Linked DNA regions of Sus scrofa: region 2 is linked to region 1. A link is a contact called in public HiChIP or PLAC-seq data. All regions are on one chromosome and are shown on one strand. The core of a region is the stretch at or near the end of the contact, and the rest is flanking DNA. Distances in the headings are between cores, read along the strand shown.

Region 1 (6,377 bases), core at 1,690-4,189:
AGGGACATGTCCTATAAACCTTCCTCCTGGCCCCCACATAGGCACACACCCCAGAGTCAGGCCTGGGCCAAAAGGGCTTCTGGAATGTGGCTCGTGGTCCTAATACCACTTCTGCCTGGTAGGACTCTAGGCATCTTCAGACTGAAACTCTGGGTCCTTGGTACAGTAGCTGGGGTTAGACTCAGAGGGGCTGGGTCCTCTTAACACTGAGCTCCCTTCTACCCAGATGGGCCTGCCGTGTTACACTTGTCCCTCTACAGCCTCTTCTGGCCTCTGTTTGCTGCTGGGCCCTGTGTGTTGGGATTTGGATACAGAGGTGCCCAGACCCTCTAGCCCTTGAAAGGAACATAATTATCTCTCGAGAGCTCCATGGCAGGGACTGGGTGGTAACCAACAAGGTTCAGCTCAGCATGGAGGCAGGTGGTGTCAGCCACTTTCATGGCCAGGAGTTTGATTAAGAATTCCTTAAACGGGGAGTTCCCATCGTGGCGTAGTGGTTAACGAATCCGACTAGGAACCATGAGGTTGCGGGTTCGGTCCCTGCCCTTGCTCAGTGGGTTAACGATCCGGTGTTGCCGTGAGCTGTGGTGTAGGTTGCAGACGCGGCTCGGATCCCGCGTTGCTGTGGCTCTGGCGTAGGCCGGTGGCTACAGCTCCAACTCAACCCCTAGCCTGGGAACCTCCATATGCCGTGGGAGCAGCCCAAGAAATAGCAACAACAACAACAAAAAAAAAAAGACAAAAAAAAAAAAAAAAGAATTCCTTAAACCTGTTCAGGACAGCTTCATTTCTCCCCCTCTGTTTTGTTTTGCTCCCCCCCCCCCTTTGTCTCAGAGCATCTGGAACTGTGACCATTACCTATCACAATAACTCAGGCCAAAGTTGGGAGTGGTGCCTTCTTCTAGAGGACAGTGCAGATCCCAGGGACCAAGACAACCGAGAGGCCTTCAGGCAGGGCTGCAGACTTCCCGAGGGACGGCTCTGACCTTTCGTGGTTGGTCTAACTTGGCTCTGCTTCCTCCACAGCCCCCAGGTAGAGCTGCCCCCATACCTGGAGCGTGTGAAACAGCAAGCCAATGAGGCCTTTGCCTGCCAGCAGTGGACCCAGGCCATTCAGCTTTACAGCAAGGCCGTGCAGAGGGCCCCTCACAATGCCATGCTCTACGGGAACCGAGCTGCAGCCTACATGAAGCGCAAGTGGTGAGTGGGCCTAGTGGAGCCAAGGTGCATCCAGGGAAGGCAGCAGTGACATCCTGCTGCCTCTTAGGGCTTCTTAGGCCCAGGTGTCTCCTCCCCACCTCCAGGTTGGTGGTGGGAAGGCACCTGACACATTAGTCAAGAAGTCTTAAGCATCAAGAAAGCTCACATGGAGTTCCTGTTGTGGCTTAGTGGTTAATGAATCTGACTAGGAACCATGAGGTTGCGGGTTTCATCTCTGGCCTCACTCAGTGGGTTGAGGATCTGGCGTTGCTGTGAGGTATGGTGTAGGCAGTGGCTATAGCTCTAATTGCACCCCTAGCCTGGGAACCTGCATATGCCGTGGGTGCAGCCCTAGAAAAGACCAAAGAAAAGGAAAAAAAGAAAGAAAGCTCACACTTAAGTGGTGCATGTTCACAAGTAGCTTCAATTTGGTGCTTTGTTATAAAGTGCTGTGGCCACTGAGGAAGCAGGGAGTGGGAAAATGGTTAATCCCACCTCCTGGGGAACTGGGCCTTGAAGTGGACTTTGAAGGAGCAGTAGAATCTTGCTGGATGGAAATGAGGCATTTGGTGAACTCAGTTGGTATCTGTCTGAAATGATTTTGCAGCTCCTTGACCTTGGGGCTTGCTCTCTTGTGCTCTTGGACCCTTTATTTAGACCAAGCACAAACAAGATCCCAGACATCTGAAACTGACAGTGGGTCTTGCTGGGTTGTAGTGGCTGGAGGTAAAGGAGTAGGTCCATAGCCTGAGAAACGCTTTTATCTTTGGAGACCCACAGGGCCCCCAGCCCTTCTGCCTGTAGCACCAGCAGGCAAGCAGGCAGGCAGACCCCATCCCCCAGCCAGGGCCAGGACGGGAGATGGATAGAGCTGGGCCCACAGCCATTTCTGCTCCGTCTGGCATCCGTCGGCTCTGCCCAGACAGACAGGCCAGCTGGTGTGCCATCGTCTGGCTGCAGCTAGGCAGGCCAGAGAGGGAAGCTTAAGAAACCCACCCAAGTCAGCAGGATGGTAGATAGGGGTTTGAGAAGATGCTACCCCCACAGGTCTTAGCTCAGGCATCAGGAGTTTGCCAAGGGCTCAGATGGCAGCCAGCCCCAGGAGATGACAGTTGGGGGGCCATCCTGGGGTGTTTTCCTCTGTCCCAGCAGGTGGGCAGAATGCAGTCGACTTCGTCCAGGCTCTGGGCTGAGAGCTGTCTCCCTCCTGCATTCTTGCTAAGAGAGACTAATGGTTTCCCAGTCCATGGTACCTTCAGCTTGGGCTCTGAATCCCTGCTATGCCATGGGAACTAGGGAAACAAAGCTCTGGCACTCTGAGCTGCTGTGCTCCCGAGTGCCCGGCCTCTGGACAGGGGGTAAAGACGTGGACATAGCTCGTCACCCAAGAGGCAGAAGCAGGAAGTCTTTGAATGGTCAGGTGAAGTGCTGTGGGCTTCAGGCAAAGTTAGGTCCCTTTAACTGGGGATCAGGGAAGCACCAGGAAGATGTGGTGTCTGAATGGGCTTTCAGTGTGGGCAGGCTTAGACGAGGAGATGAAAGGAGGAGGGGACTGTGGGGAAAGGACATTCCCAGGGAGATGAAATGGTGTGAACAAAGGCGTGGGGGTGGGGGACTGACTGAAGAGCTTGTTTGCAGAACAACAAATCCATTTGGCTGGAGCAGAGGGTTCTGGAAGGGACTGGCAGGAGATGAGTCTGTGAGGTAGCCTGGGGCCAGCCTGGGAAGGACTTGGAATGCAGAGCGGTGGCGTTTTGGCCTCGATTCAGTGGATGATGGGCAGCTACTGAAGAGTTTTGAGCAGGAGAGGGATGTGCTGAGGGCTGTCTTTTCAGGGAGATTGATCTGGCAGTGAGTCTGGATGGGTGAGCCCTCGGGCCAGCCTGCTCTCTCCCCATCCCCTCATGCCTGCCAGTGACCCCTAGAATGTCACATTCTGTCCCAGGCCAGTCTCCCCAGGGCTGCCATCTGCTCCTGGATGCAGTGGGAGCTGTCACCCTCTGGCTCCTGGCTGCTCTCTGGTCTGGCTCTCCCCAGGAGCTCTGAGGGGCACCTTGCAGGCGGTAATTGGGTTTCCAAACAGCGCGTGCTCCTTCGTCACAGCCACTCATTCTGACGCAGGCCATGCCATCGAAGCACTCTGTCTCCTGCGGGCCCCCAGCTGGACTGGGCTGCTTGTTCCTGGACTGAGCGTGGCTGCTGCAGGGACCTGATGCTCCCTCTGAGTGCTGTGGGAGAGGAGGCTCAGGGAGCCCTCTCCCCCATCAGTCAGGGCTGCTTCGGCCCCATGCAGGAGGCTTGTGAGCCATGCCTTGGGGGAGGGGACTTTAGTTCTGGGGAGTGCTGCTTAGCACACTTGGGTCCTAGGCCCTCCTCAGCCCAGCAGGAAAAAAAACAGCTCCTAAAGGAGCAGTAGCTCCCGTGACCCACCTGGCTCTCCAGATGAAACGTGGGAAATGAGTATCTTATATTCTGCCACAAGACAGGAGCAAGAGGAGCTTCTTTGGCCTCTCCCCCAGTTCCCACCCCCAAAACCATCCCCACGTCCGCATATCCATGCCTTGGGAGTTGGAGAAGTTAGAGTGGATGATGTGGCGCTCCTGGTGTGCTGCACCCCCTGCCTGACCCCCCACCATCAGCTTCCAGAGAACTGACTCTGCCAGACTGTCAGGCCCCATCCTCCAGCCCCGGGAGGTAGAGGCCACAGCTGCTGTGGATCAGTCAGCCAGGACAGAGGGGGGTCTGGCTGAGGGCTTGCTGCCTGCTGGTCAGAGCCTGAGTCCCCAGCCTAGCACTTCTGGCTTCCTCAGACCACAGAACTGCCCTTGAGGGCCCCCTGCCTTGGACATGGCTTTGAAGGCCAGCCGGGGGGATTTGAGGAGGTGGACAGTGGAGGAGAGAAGGAGGGCTTGGGGAGCCTGAGGCAGGCAAGATGCCAGGCCTTCTGCTGCAGAGCTGCGGGTGCCTGGGATGACTGGGTATGCACTTGCACTCTGTGTCCAGCAGAGGGCAGCCGGACACTGCTTTTTGCCACACACCCACCTCCCACCTCCTACCCTGCCAAGACCTCCAGGTTCCTGGCTTGCCTCTTTTTTTTTTTTTTTTCCTTTATTTTTCGGCTGCACCTGCAGTATTTGGAAGTTCCCAGGCTAGGGGTCAAATCTGAGCCTACACCACAGCCACAGCAATGAGGGATCCAAGCCACATCTGTGACCTACCCCACAGCTCATAACAGCACCAGATCTTTAACCCACCGAGCGAGGCCAGGGATCGGACCTGCATCCTCATGGATACTAGTCAAATCCATAACCCTCTGAGCCACAGCAGGAACTCCCTGCCCTGCCTCTTTAACATATTCTGTCTCCTGGTGAGCAAGGCCTGGGTTGAGCCCGAATTCTCTTTACCCCCAAGTACCCTTGCCCTGAGATCTCTCAAAGGTGGGCTGGGGTGGCCATAGAAAGTGAAGGAGAACGAGTGGGAACTCCCTGCTTGCCATGTGACCCCACCTCCAAGCCATATTCCCCTGCCTTCCCAGGGATGGTGACCACTATGATGCCCTGAGGGACTGCCTGAAGGCCATCTCCCTAAATCCATGCCACCTGAAGGCACACTTCCGCCTGGCCCGATGCCTCTTTGAGCTCAAGTACGTGGCTGAGGCCCTGGAGTGCCTGGATGATTTCAAAGGGAAGTTCCCGGAGCAGGCCCATAGCAGCGCTTGTGATGCACTGGGACGCGACATCACGGCCGCCCTCTTCTCCAAAAATGATGGTGGTGAGTGGGCACTGAGGAGGGGTTGCTGTCACTCTTTCTGTTTGACGTGCTGCGTGACATTCTGGAGAGAATATAGTTCTTGGGTTGGAGCACCTTGGGCTCAGATACTGGTTGAGAAGCCGTGTGACCTCGAGACAGCCACTTGGTCTCTTTGAAATGAGGATTAGCAGTAGCACATTTAAGGCACCTGATGTAGTTCCCCCAGGACTCAGGATAGGAGTCGGCTGAGCCCAGTGTGCCTCGAAGGTCATTCTCTCCTGCTCGCTGACAGGGCCTTGGCCCCTCCACTGGGGTCTGGGCCGGAGCCGGGGGGGCGGGGGGGTGGTTTGGCTGGTGTGCTGGCTCCAGTTTACAGGGGCGCAGAAGAGACAGCAACACAGGGCAGTAGAACTGCCTCAGGCACAGGTGTGGAGCCTCAGTTCCAGTCTCAGCTCTGCCATGTGTAACCTTGTGACCTTGAGCAAAGCACAGACTCTGCTACTGCCTTATCTGCACCGAGAGCGTTTAAGGCCCTGCCCAGCTCACCTGGCTGGCACTGGAGAGTGATAAACTTGAGAGGGGAGCTCAGTGGGGCAGACATGGATCCTCCCTGTCTGCTTTGCAGTTCACTAACCACGGATTGATTCCTTTGTCTGAATAGTGCCAGGTACTGTGCTAGGTCCTGGGAACACATCTGGGAACAAGTCGAATGGAACTTCTGTACTCATGAGTCTATAGCCTAGTGAAGGAACCAAGCAGTGAAGGAAAAACAGAGGATGTCCTGGGGACCTGATAAGATGTAGATGGGGGAGGCGGGGGGGCAGGAGGGGGGTTGGTGGCTGTCTGGGGTTTTTGAGGAAGAGACGTACAGGCTGAGATCTTGAGCTTGGAGAGGAAGAGTTAGCTTGATATGTAGTAGAGCTGTGGGAGTCAAGAGTTCCTGCCTCCTGGCACAGGGGCCAGCACATGCCAGACCCCTGAAGCAGGCAGGAACAAGTCACTGGCAATAGTGGTAAGATTTACCCAAGGCCCCTAACACGTCAGTACCTCCGTTGGGATCCATGATAACTTGTGTGCTAGAGAAGGAGAGCTTGGACCTTCCTGCCTTCAGAGTGGTGGATCTATTTAGAAAAGTTAGCCCCTCCAGCTCTCTTGGCAGTGTTCCACTCTCTCCTCCCTGCCTCTCACCTCCACAGAAACAGACCTGGGGCCTGTGCATTCTTGGGGCTTCCAGACATTATTCAGGACCTGCGCCAAGCCCTCCTGGCATCAGAGGTCTCCTCTTGAACACCCTCAAGGGCAGGATCCACAGTGCTTCTTCCGCACAGTGCTCACAGTTTTCCTGGGGAGGGGTAGAGGCAGGTAGCCCTGTGCTGCTTACTACTTGGACTGAACACAGGGTCAAGGGTGGGGAGGGGAGAGGTGAA
Region 2 (6,076 bases), core at 365-2,864, 230 kb after region 1:
CCCTCCCCGCTCTGGAGACCTCCCACTTGGGGCCCGAGGGTGTGATCTTGGCAGAAGACAGAAACCTCTCCAGTGGTTGCTTCTGTTCCACCCACCCGTGGAGACCTTTGGGCATGTCGTCCTGCCAGGCCTCCTGACTCTGTCTGCTGCTCTCTCTCCTGCAGCCTCTAGCATCTGAGGGAAGCAGCTGGCTCCCCTCCCCACCACACCCAGGCAGCCATTTTCTTGGACCCCTCCCAAGGGCACCCTCTATCCTACGTCTTCGAACCAAGCTAAAAAGGTTCTTCTGTCCGTCTGTCTGCTTCTGGGTCAGTGTGCCTGAGCCTGCCTATGGGGACACCAGCCGGCTGGGAGGGGGCTGGGGGCCCCAACCTGCTGTGCACAGTGCCGGGAAGGGCCAGCCCACATCCTTGAGTCCCCAGCCCCACCCTCCCCGCTGCGGCTGTGACCACCCCACCCCTTCCCCAGCCAGCTCCCCCTCCCCCACCCACAGCCTCCCCAGGGGAGCCAGGCTGCCAGCCCCAGCTCTCACTTCCGGCCTCATGACCCTCTCTCCAGCCTGCATACTCCCCCCCCACACACACACCATTTCCCTCCCAGCCAGGACTGAAGGCCCAGGGATGTCCTCAAATGGAAAACTCTGCACCGAAGGGGCTATTATGGCTGCTGTGAAACCTCCCCCATCATCTCCCTTTCGGGGGGCCTCTATCTCCCAGGACCTGCCCCCACAAGAATGATACATCACTCCTCTCAGTTTCCTTCTCTTCTGCCCCTTCCCACCCACCCAATTGTACCTGAAGATCTTCCAACTTGACTCCAGGCCAAAATCATAAAGAAAAATAACAACAATGAAAGTAATAATGGCAGCTGCCACTTATCTGGCATTTAAATGAAGGCTCAGAGAGGTTAAGTAATGCCCTTAAGAAAATCAGCCATAACAGGGAAGAGCCAGAGTCTGAAGTTCGGCTTATTAGGCTCCTCTAAACCAATCTCTCCTTCACTGTCCAGAGACTCGCCCCCTCCCCTGCAAGCTTCCTCCAACTGCCCTAGTCCCAACCACCAGTTCTAATTTTTGACTTCTAATCTACCCCCTCCCGCCTAGGTCATCCAATGCACTACTCTCCCTCACCACTAGGTGTCCCCTTATAGCCACTGATGCCCCCAAGGGGAGCAAGACCTGCTCCGCCCCCGGGGAGCCATCAGGACAGCCCACCCCACCCCCCACAGCACTGCACACCCCACCCCACCCTACCCCCAGCCACACAGAGCTCCTTTGTGCAGCCCTTGCCCACCCGCTTCCTGCCCAGAGCAGGGCACCTGGCAAGCAGGTCGGCCCTAGACCCGCCCCCTGCCAGCCCCCTGCCCTGGATGCCAGGTGTGTGGGCACTACTGCCAGCTCTGGCTGAACCCAAGGGTCACCCTGCCGGGAGGCCCTCCCTTCCTCCCTCCGAGGTCACCCAGGGACTGTGCTTCCCGCCCTGCTCCGCCCCCATCCCCTCCTGCCCTTGGCCCTTGCAGACTCCCGTCCTTGTCTTTCCTTCTGTGTCCCGGAGGACTCCCCTCCTCCAGCCCCACCAGGCCCTCCCCACAGCCTCTCACCACCGCCCACCTCTTTCCCCTGAGAGCTCCCTGTTCCGCCCCCCCCCTCCCTGCCCAGGTCTGAAGAACTCCTCCTCCTGGAAAGTTGCTGCTGGAAAGGAAGTGACTTCAGCAATTTGGCCACAAGGCTGGGCACTGCTGAGCCCAGCTCAGCTGAAGGCTTGTCCAGCCCACCTCCAAAGCACAAACGGAGCCACGTGCACACGCCACCCCCAGAGTGCAGCCGGAACCCTGAACACTCACTGCCCTAGTGACACTCGGAAGGATATCTGTGTAAACACCCCACCCCACCCCACTCCCGTGTACTCACACAACACCCCAGTGTGTTCAGATTCTTGTCTACACACCTCACCAGTGTACACCAGCACCCTACACACACACACACATACACACACACACACACACACACACACACACACGCCATCCAGTGCAGCATACACAACACTCCAGTCTTCCCATAACCTGCCCAGGGCACACTGAATCCTGCGTGCTCACTCCAATGAACCGCACACACAGTCTCGGAATGTCCCCCAGCCCAGTCCACTTACATAACTCTTGTGTACAGAAGCAAGCACACCTAAGGACAGAGTCCTATACATGCTGGCTTGCACAGAAGCCGGAGTTCTTGCACATGAGATGCCCTGTACGTTTATGGTCGGTACACCTGGCATCCTCCCCTGGCTGAACCTCCCCACCCTTAGGATCCCAGGAGGCCCCACCCCGAGACCTCAGGCCCCAGGAATGCTCTTTTGGAAGTTGGGTGGGGTCCCCAGGCAGGCTGGCTCTAAGGGAGCTTCCTGGAGCCCGAGGCTTCATGTGTCAGTTCAGGGAGTTGCCTCTGCAGGGCAGGGCAGCCCCACCTGGTCTCTGCGGCTCTTGAACCTGGGTGGGCTAATCTGGGCCTAGAGTGGGGAGGTGGGTCCTGCCCCCGCCCCCATCCCACCTCATCCCAGGAGGGCAGCCTAGCTTACCCGAGCCACCCATGTCCTCTCAGCACCTCGCCCTGGCCTCCCAGCTCTCTGCTTCTGCAGACTCTAGAACCCTGAGAGGGGTTCAGCTTCACACAGCAGGCATTCTGGTTTCCACCTCTGCCCTGAGTTCTGGTCACTGTCACAACCCCGTTCCCTTCCCAACTCTTTCAGGCCCTCCAGGTGCAGGGACGAGTCGCCGTACTAGGAGGCAGAACTCTGGGAAACTTGCTGTATATCCGCGGGCCTCACCTTTCTGGATGATGGGGAGTAAGGTGGATGACTATAGTTTGATTCTGGAGGACCTCTTTTTAGCCTAAGCTGGGAGGGGGAAATCCCTGCTGGGACGGGGAGGGAAGTACCCCTGACCCCCACCACTGGGGGGGCCAGGTACAGACCCGGCTTCCCTAGACACTGTTACCTGAGCAGGCTGTGTAGACAAGCCCGGCTCAGCAGGAAAGGTCTGTCTTCGCCAATGATTCCAGGGTGGTCTCTTCGGTGGCCTGAGAGTTGCCCCGAACCCGGGGCCCTCTGCAAGCACTCAGCTGGGCGGGCTCTGGGGTCCAGGCCGATGGGTAGACAGGCAGGCAAGCTCCCATCTGTGGAAGCAAAAACAGCATCTTGACATAAGCCTGGGTACCGGATGAGCCAGGCAGAGGGACTGGGAGGCCATCCTAGATGGGGTCTACTCTTGCACATGAGGAAATTGGTGCCAACCTCAATTCCCCGGGGAGTGCGAGCCTGTCTCTTGAGACCCCAGGCAGTACTTTGCACGGGTAGGTACGTGTACACGTGAACAGGAACACCCACGCTCTGGTGGAGAGAATTTGGCCTTGGGAGTCAGAATGGTCCTTGGCTCAATTCTCATCAACTGGGTGATCTCGGGCAAGTCAGGGAACCTCTCTGGCTCTCAGTTTTCTCATCTATAAAATGGGGAGAGCTTACGGATGGGGAGAAGCGCTCCGGGGAAGCTACACGTGCTAAGGGCTGGTTGACGATGCAGGTGTGAGTGCTGCTGTTCAGAGTGAGGCTAAAAGCAGATTTCCACGAAGGGTGCACCCGCAGCCAGCATTTACCCGTCTCCACCAGCGGCGACGGGTTCTATGTCCCTTGTTGTCTTTAATGACCACGGCCCTCCTCACCGGCCCCCTGCTTCCGGCCCATCTGTCTGCCTCCCCGAGGTCTGTGCTGGAGCCCAGAGGGGGTCTGGGAACCAGGCTTCAGGGACGGCTCAGAGGCTTGGGTTGCCTGGGAATCCGTGTGTGTGTGAGAGAGCTCGCCTGTACAGATGCACAGATGCGCGGCTATGAACGCTCAGCGGCCTGCGCAAATTCACCTGAGTGTGGCTTCCTGGGTCTACTTAGCCTTCTGTATGCTTCTCTGTGTATTTCTGCACGGCTGTGAGAGTATACTTGTGTCAGAGTGTACATGTGAGGGACTGTGTGTGAGTGCACGCACGCGTGAGCTGATATGTACCGGGGTTCAGTTACACGTGTAGGTATGTGCAACCAGGTCTGTTCAGCTCTGTGTGTGTCCAGCTGAGCCTATCTGTGCACGCCTGGGGACACAGAAGTGTGAGTGTGTGCGTATGTGTGACAAGGTGTGCCCAGCTGTGGGCAGGGATGAGTGCGCGTGTGTGCGCTGGCAGGACTCTCTGCATCTCACTGTGTCAGGAGCTGAACCATCTTCTGCCCATCTCAGACTCTGGGGGGGGGGGGGGACAGCAGATGCTTGGTGGATCCTCTGCCATCCCTGCAGGTTTCCAATCTTGAGGCCTGTGACTGCGGGCACTGGTGTCACTGTGAATCAGTGTTGCCTCCCTCCTACCTCTGCCTTTCTCTGGGTTTTCAGGGTCACGGTGTGAGGGTCTGACTGGTCAGGGTCCCTGCGGGTCAGTAGGTGCTCACGTGCGCCACCCGCCACGTGTATGCAACATGTCCTTATCATTGTGTGTCCGTGGTCTTTGTGCCGTGTCACTGCAGCGTGCCAGGAGAGCTATGGCAGTGTCAACATGTGTGAGTGGGTCTGTGTGCCATGGTGTACCTGCCAGTACTGCTGTGCCTCGTTTTTGGTGTGGTACCTTTATGTAACTTCGTGCGTGTGTGTACGTGTGTGTGCATGAGACCCTTTGTGAGACAGTGTGTGTCTGTGTCACTGTGTTTGTATGCCTGCTTCCCTCCTCCCTCCCTATCTCCTGCTCTCTCTCCCTCTCTCCCTCTCTCTGTAGGAGCCAGACAACTCCCCAAGCCTGGATTAGGGACAATTTATCCACAGGCAGAGAAGGAGAATTCCAACCTGCCAGAGCCTCCCTCCTCTGATCCGTCCCCCCTTTCCCCGTGGTTGGGTGGGCACAGAAATGCAGCCCGGCAGCTCTCAAGCCCTTGGGGAGCCCCCACCTCTGCAGCTCCCCAGAGGCCCAGGAGGGCAGAAAAGATGGAAATCTGGGTGGCCCCCGAGCCCTCCAGTGGGGGTGGATTGGCTGCCCCCCTCCCCATCCAGGCCCCCACGGCTCAGCTCGTCTTGGCCCCGTTCTCCTACATATGGTGGTGGTGGTTGGGGGGAGGCTGCATGAGGTCTGCCTGGCCCTGGGGGCTGGGGCGACCTAAGGAGTAGAACTGCTCCAGCCCCTCCACAACCTGATACTCCCCAACTGATAAATGCCAGCTCCCCCCAGCCCCTGAAATGTAAATGACTGGGGAGCTGGCGACGGTGCCCACACAGGCTGGGGGAGATGCTGGGAGGCAGGGGACAGCGTGGTGGGGGGAATGCGGTGGGGTAGGGGGGCGCAGGGGCTGAGCTGGGACTAAGGCTCCCTTCACGGTGCTCCAGGCGCAAGGCAGAATCACATGTTTCCCATTAGCTGCTCTGGCCTCCTTGTTCAGGGGGTGTTGGCTGGGGGAGATTTGTTCTGGTTGCAGACACCAGCCGAGACCACACAAGAGAGAGAGAGGAAAAGACAGAGAGAGAGAGAGATTGAGCACCAGAGAGAGAGGAAAAGACCAAGGGAGAGCGAGAAAGAGACACAGAGACAGAGAGAGACAGAGACAGGCACACACTGAAACAAAAGCAGAGAGACAGAGAGAGCGACGGGAGAGGCTAACAGAGTGGAGGACAAGGGTGGTGACAGGGAAGGGGACTGAGGGGGAGAGGGCCTGGGGTCACAAGACTGATGGTGGGGACCCCAGGGTGACAGAGGAGAGCCTGATGCAGGGCCAGGGTGGGCAGCAGTATGGCCCGGAGGGCAGGGCCGTGGGTGGGGGGCACAGGGGCAGAGGTGGCGCTGGGTGGGCAGCAAGAGTGGACGCTCGGGACGGAGCCGCCGGGCGGGGGCCAGCCAGTGAGCCCGGAGCCTCCCGCCTCCTGACCCTCGAGCCTCAGAGAGATAACAGGCCCGAATAGTGCTGACTTGCGGTTCAGAAATCCAATATCCTCCGCGGCGCACTAATCGACTACCTGAGCTCCCGGCCCGCGCCGAGCTGCCCCGATTAATCCTGCAGCTCCACAGCCTT

Evidence for each region. HiChIP or PLAC-seq counts read pairs in DNA pulled down with a chosen protein or histone mark.
Region 2: a contact with region 1 is called in an H3K27ac HiChIP or PLAC-seq map of skeletal muscle. The contact joins two enhancer-like sites. A contact is called at or near these places in 1 of 47 Hi-C or Micro-C datasets (embryonic fibroblasts) and 2 of 2 datasets of contacts at active chromatin or transcription factors (alveolar macrophages and skeletal muscle).

What each region holds. Positions count from the first base shown.
Region 1 is chr6:84,525,197-84,531,573 of Sscrofa11.1, forward strand. WDTC1 (WD and tetratricopeptide repeats 1) reads left to right here. Exons shown (of 15, transcript NM_001135964.1): 11 at 1,027-1,200; 12 at 4,736-4,971. Among named protein-coding and RNA genes, the nearest start is that of TMEM222, 19 kb to the right of the region's middle. Within about 2 kb of position 2,940, at least 16 of the 83 cell types and tissues checked have an H3K27ac peak or open chromatin away from gene starts, as enhancers often do. A contact at or near this core is called in alveolar macrophages and skeletal muscle, where this site is marked.
Region 2 is chr6:84,754,722-84,760,797 of Sscrofa11.1, forward strand. It overlaps AHDC1 (AT-hook DNA-binding motif-containing protein 1), which reads right to left. Exons shown (of 7, transcript XM_021095642.1): 2 at 2,989-3,166. Among named protein-coding and RNA genes, the nearest start is that of AHDC1, 17 kb to the right of the region's middle. Within about 2 kb of position 1,615, at least 40 of the 83 cell types and tissues checked have an H3K27ac peak or open chromatin away from gene starts, as enhancers often do. A contact at or near this core is called in alveolar macrophages and skeletal muscle, where this site is marked.